2 separate regions of the Pan troglodytes genome follow, and region 1 is linked to region 2. A link is a contact called in public HiChIP or PLAC-seq data. All regions are on one chromosome and are shown on one strand. The core of a region is the stretch at or near the end of the contact, and the rest is flanking DNA. Distances in the headings are between cores, read along the strand shown. Region 1 holds the start of PCM1 (pericentriolar material 1). Region 2 holds the start of PDGFRL (platelet derived growth factor receptor like).

Evidence for each region. HiChIP or PLAC-seq counts read pairs in DNA pulled down with a chosen protein or histone mark.
Region 1: an H3K4me3 HiChIP or PLAC-seq map of stem cell-derived excitatory neurons shows a contact between it and region 2, with 3 times the contacts expected there. The contact joins the promoter of PCM1 here to the promoter of PDGFRL in region 2. A contact is called at or near these places in 3 of 7 Hi-C or Micro-C datasets (blood, induced pluripotent stem cells and stem cell-derived neural progenitor cells) and 1 of 1 datasets of contacts at active chromatin or transcription factors (stem cell-derived excitatory neurons).

What each region holds. Positions count from the first base shown.
Region 1 is chr7:26,223,899-26,226,598 of NHGRI_mPanTro3-v2.0_pri, forward strand. PCM1 (pericentriolar material 1) reads left to right here and starts at 1,287. Exons shown (of 38, transcript XM_063816237.1): 1 at 1,287-1,729. It overlaps FGL1 (fibrinogen like 1), which reads right to left and starts at 1,975. Exons shown (of 11, transcript XM_054657249.2): 1 at 678-1,975.
Region 2 is chr7:25,876,387-25,879,086 of NHGRI_mPanTro3-v2.0_pri, forward strand. It overlaps PDGFRL (platelet derived growth factor receptor like), which reads left to right and starts at 1,303. Exons shown (of 7, transcript XM_016959143.4): 1 at 1,303-1,674; 2 at 2,050-2,221. The coding sequence starts at 1,573.

The DNA.
Region 1 (2,700 bases), core at 37-2,536, 350 kb after region 2:
TCAGAACCAGCCTCTTCAGGGTAACTGTGAGGATCAAGAAAATCACAACAGCCGAAGTGCTTTACAGTGTGCCTGGCATAAAACAAACTCTGAGAACATTTTTAAAAAATCCTTTCAAGGTAGGCAGTATTATTCCTTCCCCCTCATTTCATAGATGGGGCAATTAAGGCTCAGAAAGGAACGTCGCTTGTCCAGGATCTTGGTGTGGTGGAATTAGGATAGGGCATTCTGGACTACAATAAACACCTGAGCGTTTAGCTGCTGTGTTCTGAGCTCCCACAGCACTTTTTCTTACAACACAAACTTTATTTACATCACACTCCACTTCCGCATCCTTCACTAAAATATGAGCTCTTCAAGGGCAGGGACTATATTTTTGCTACCTCAGTCGTTAGCGATACACACACAGAATATGAGGAAAAAGTGTCTGACCAAGGATCAATGCACTCAAGACTGAACCTACGGTGGCAAATTGCAGTGGGATAGAAGAGCTTTATGTGAATTGCGTACTCAGATGCAGACCTACTATTTTGGGAACAATTTGCTTTTGTTGTTGAAACCCAGAATGCAATTCTTCTTTTTACCTTTATTTTGCTTAAAAAGTTATTCCATAATTATAAACTGCGTAAAACTAGAAGAATGCCCTTGCACTCAACTAAAACTGACAGGTGTTTTACCTTTCCAGTCAGGCACATTGAAGGCCTTGTGACTTTATTGATTTTTGTTTTTTAAAGGGAGGACCTGCCAATTTATTAATCTTAATAGAGCTGCAACAGGAGAGTATAAATAAAAAGATAATTCAGAGAAAATTTACTGAAATTAAGTTTGGATTAAAATCATCTGGCTCTTTTAAGGAAAAGAGACATTAACCAAAAGTGGCGTTAACTATCAACAATATTTATGATTCTCTCACTCAGTAGATACATAATGACGTTTGGCAAATTGTTTAACTTCCGTGGAACAATCCCCTCATATGTAAAATCAGGAGGTTGGACTACATTGTAAGTGTCCTTTTGTTTCCACCTCTTCGTGACCGGATGTGGGGTGAGGAAGGGGCAAAAAAGCGATCCCGGTCTTCGCTCCTTCTTCCGGCACGGGCCGGAGCTGACACCCCCACGGAAAACCGCACAGCGCCTCCGCTCTTTCTCCACGGGCTGAGGGATCAATGCACTTCCGCATAGGCCTAGGACCCCACGCTCCGCGATCAGCGCCGGAAGCGCACAGCATGCTGGGATTTGTAGTCCTCCACCTGTGGCCGGCAGGCGTTTAGAACGCGGGGTCTAGTTGGCATTCTGGGATACATAGTTCCTGGGCGGGTGGGGGCGGATTCGTTGGTGTAATCTGTTTTCGGCTTAAAGAGCCAGAAGCGACACCACAGACTCCGGCGGGTCACATGACTCCAGTCTAGCTCGCACTGCGGCTCCCGCCCGGGCGAGTTCTCGCCCCCGCGCGGCCGTTGCCGAGGAGACGGCGCATGTCCCGCCGCGCGTTGCCCCCTCTGCAGTACCCCCGCCCCTCTTCTCCCACCACAATGAGATCCTAAGATGGCGGTGGCTGCGGCGGTTGGCGCTGCGTAGCGGAGGTCGAAAAGGCGGCCACTGGGGCCGAGGCAGCCAGGAAACGTGTGGGCCTCTCTGCTGCGGTCTCCGAGGGCCGACCGCTGCCGGCGGCGGGTCGTGGGGGCTGACTGTCGCTCTGCCTTTGACAGGAGAGGCTGCTTCTTGTAGAGGTAATGCCTGCGCGTCCCCAGCCCTTGGCAACCGAGGGCGGCGCGCCCCAGGGGCGGGAGAGTAACGGCTCCGGGACACTTGGCCCTGTTGGGTCTGGCCACGGGCCCACGCCTCCTCGGTAGGTTCCCGGGTCTTCCTGCCCCGGGCTTCCCGTGCCCTAGGCGGTCAGTCCGCCCGCTTCCTCAGGACTGACCGCCGGGATCCCCGGGTGAGCACCTCGGGACGCGTTGGTGATTGCAGGACTCTCTTCTTGCCTCCTCGCCCCTCCTGCTGGCCCTGTCGGGGAGGCTGTTCTGCGTCCCGGTGGCTCCGGGAATACCCCTTGCGGGCGGAGGAAGCGGAGCGGGGGCTCTGGTTTGGGTGCCAGGGGCACTGGGTCGAGTTCTCAGAGAAACAGGCCTTGGTGGCCATAGTTCTTCCCCGCGTTCCCTCTGTGGAACTCTCGGTGTCCAGAGTTTGGGGTGTAGAAGGGCGGATGAGGAGCGACGCGACTCTGAAGAGTTGCAGTTGGGCTGTGAGCTGCAGGATTTCCGCCGTCTCTGGTGCTGTGGGAGCCGACGGGCCGGGGGAGGCGTTCCTGGGAATGTTAATGGAGTAATTATTGCCCCTTCTTTCTCCCTTCCTGCATATCTAGTTAGAATTGGGCCTAGAACCGGGAAAGACTAAATGCCAAGTGGGACTGGGGGAAACGTTGTTTGGTTTGCAGAAACTGGCGTTTGGGGATTAGGCCCCGCCAGGGAGGCTGGGCGCGCCAACTTTGCATCCCTCAGCCTACTCCCCAGGAACTCGCCTGGTTTAATTTTTTTGTTTTGTTTTGGTTTTTTTTGAGCGAGTTGAGGTCTGTATTCTGTGTCTTACGGGTGACGGTTCGTGTTTGGGCGCTGGAAGGAGCGGGCTTTCTGGGCGCCCCTACCACCCCCGCCCCATAACCGCTTTCCAGACTCCGCCTGCTGGTGTTCTCTGGTTACCG
Region 2 (2,700 bases), core at 53-2,552:
TATTTATTTATTTATTTATTATTTATTTTGAGACAGTCTCTCTCTGTCGCCCAGGCTGGAGTGCAGTGGTGCCATCTCAGCTCACTGCAACCTCGCTTCCCAGGCTCAAATGACTCTCTCGCCTCAGCCTCCCAAAAAGAGCCTCTAAGCGGCAAGATAAAGAGGGACAACTCTAAGCTAAATGTAGCTGAGCCAGGGCAGTGAAGCTTGACAATAATGGCATAAGAGAGGTGGACCTAGCACATGCATAGTCACCATGGAGGGGATACTGCGACCGAGAGGAGGAATCTAGACCCAACCCCAGGCTCCAACATGGAGTGAGAGTTAAGCAGTCAATTCATGGGGTCAGAATGAAAAGAAATCTCACGGTGGGGCAACTTAGGCAGATTTACTCTCTCCTGTGTGCATCCTCCAAGTCCTTTGCTCAGAATTCTCCCCAGAACCTGACACACCACATTGCAGTGGTCTAAATGCTTGTCCACTCCTTAAAAGTAGCCATGAGAGATGATGTCTCAACCTTCATAGCCATAATGTTAATCACATAGCAAACTCCTGTTGAAATAATCACCTAGTTCCCTTTCTTAATAAACAAGAGATGCTAAAACCCAGAAGGTTAAGTGAATTCTGAGAGGCATGGAGAGTTTGTGCCAGTGTCAGCATCTGAACTCTCGTCTTTATTCCCAGGCAACTGCTGTCTGCATCGCAAGGCAAGTGAGTGGCAAAGCTCGGGCTAGAGCTGGCAACAGAATATAGAATTCTTGGTTCCTCCTGCAGAAGTGACTGAGAAGCATTAGTTTGTTATAAATGGCAGCACTTCTTTCGTTGAGTGTTGAAGGACAAGTCCCTTTCCGGTTATTTAGAATTGAGCTCCCTTTAATAGCAGTGCCTGGTGCTGAAGATCACAATGAGATGGGCTGCTTCTCACCGGGGGAACACACACAGGCATCTCCCCCGCTAGCAAACTGCTTTGATCATGAGAGTCTGCAAGCTCAGAAACGCAGGATGGCTCTCTGCAGAGGGACTTGTGAAAGCCCGTATCTTCTGCCCCACTGTTACCTGATAGAGTTGTTCAGATTCTCAGCCTGTTGAACAAAAAATTGAACGAAATGCACAGAGTAACGAAAGAAAGAAGCAAGGAAAAACAAACCAACAGAAGGGAGGAAGGAAAACGTAGATTTATAGAAGACAATTCACAGAGGGCGCTGCAGCAAGCCACAAGAGCCTGACGCTCCCCAGGGATTTTATAAAGCGAAAAGAACTTGGCAACACCCTTGGGTTCCCTTTAGAGGCCTCCAACTGGTTACACCCTACGAACGACTGGCCTGCGACCAGTCAGAGGCTGAAGTGGAAACTTCTGCCTTGTTATCAGAGGAGCGAGGATGTGGCCTGTGTGCCGCCTAATCATGCCTAGAACTGTCTGCACCTGCTGATCTTTTGCTTCTGCGAACTGGCTGCACCTGCTGTTCTCCTGCTCATACCCTAGCCCGTGCTTACCCTAATTCCCTGTTCTCCTGCCTCACCTCCACAGGCCCGGGTTGTCTGCACAGTCTCATTTTCCACGTTATTCCTGTAATGAACCCGTCCTCCCACCCCCACCAGCAGTTACAGGGCTGGGTGCGGAGACCAACTCTGGCCAGACACAGAGGAGCAGCAAGAACCCAGGGCAACGGTCCTGTGAGTGAGTGCATGTGGGGGAGAGAAATGGAATGAACAGAAATATTTAGGGAGCACTTTTTACAGAGCACTCAGGTTCTGCCTGAGGAGGTGGGGCGGGCGCTGGTAACATTTGGACAATCGTGGTTAAAAGTGACCCCATCAGCACCCGCTGATCCTTCTTGAACTTGACAACCTTGGTGAAAACGCCAAGCGTTGGAGAAATTCAAGGAATGGCTGTTGTAATGTACATTTCACGCTTAGCCTTTCCTACCCGCGCTGGGAAGAAGTGCTGCGCACCGCGGCTCCGCCAGGGGGCAGGAGAAGTCACATTACACAGAGAACTAAAAAAAAAAATTCCCCAACTTTTTCCCTCAAACCTTGTTCCTCCTCAAGAAACCGAATCCTCCCGCTTCGGCGTCCCAGGAGCCCGCCCCTCGCCCGCCGCCTCCCCTGCGTCCCCGCCCCGCGCAGCCGCCGCGCTCCTGCGCTCCGAGGTCCGAGGTTTCCGAGATGAAGGTCTGGCTGCTGCTTGGTCTTCTGCTGCTGCACGAAGCGCTGGAGGATGGTGAGTGACTCTGGGCGCGGGGCCACCTAGCTTGTGCCCTGACTTTAGCCGGGACCCGAAGCCCCCGCCGCCCTCCTGCCAGCTCTTGCTCTAACGTTCGGCCCTCGGTGGCTCAGCCCCCGCGCCACTGCCTGCCCGGTGCACCTGCCCCCTCCTGGTGGGGTCTCCTTTCCTCCCACTCCTTGCCTGCCCGGAGAGCCCTCTAGGGGTGGTGGCAGCTACCCCGACCCTTAGGAGCCCACCAGGACCTCTCCAAGTCCCCATCTCCGGGCGAACCAAGCATCCCCAGCCAGCGCCTGGTCCAGCCCCCAATGTCAACGTGTCGGTCTGGGAGGTGGCGCGGGAGCCTCGGATCGCTTCCACCTCCCAGCGGCGTGGCTGGGACCTCTGCTGCTGAGAGCGAGTGCCACCTAAGCTCGGCAATCGCTGATTCGGTTGCAGAGTTCCAGGTGACCTCCCCCTCCCCTCGCAGTTCTCGG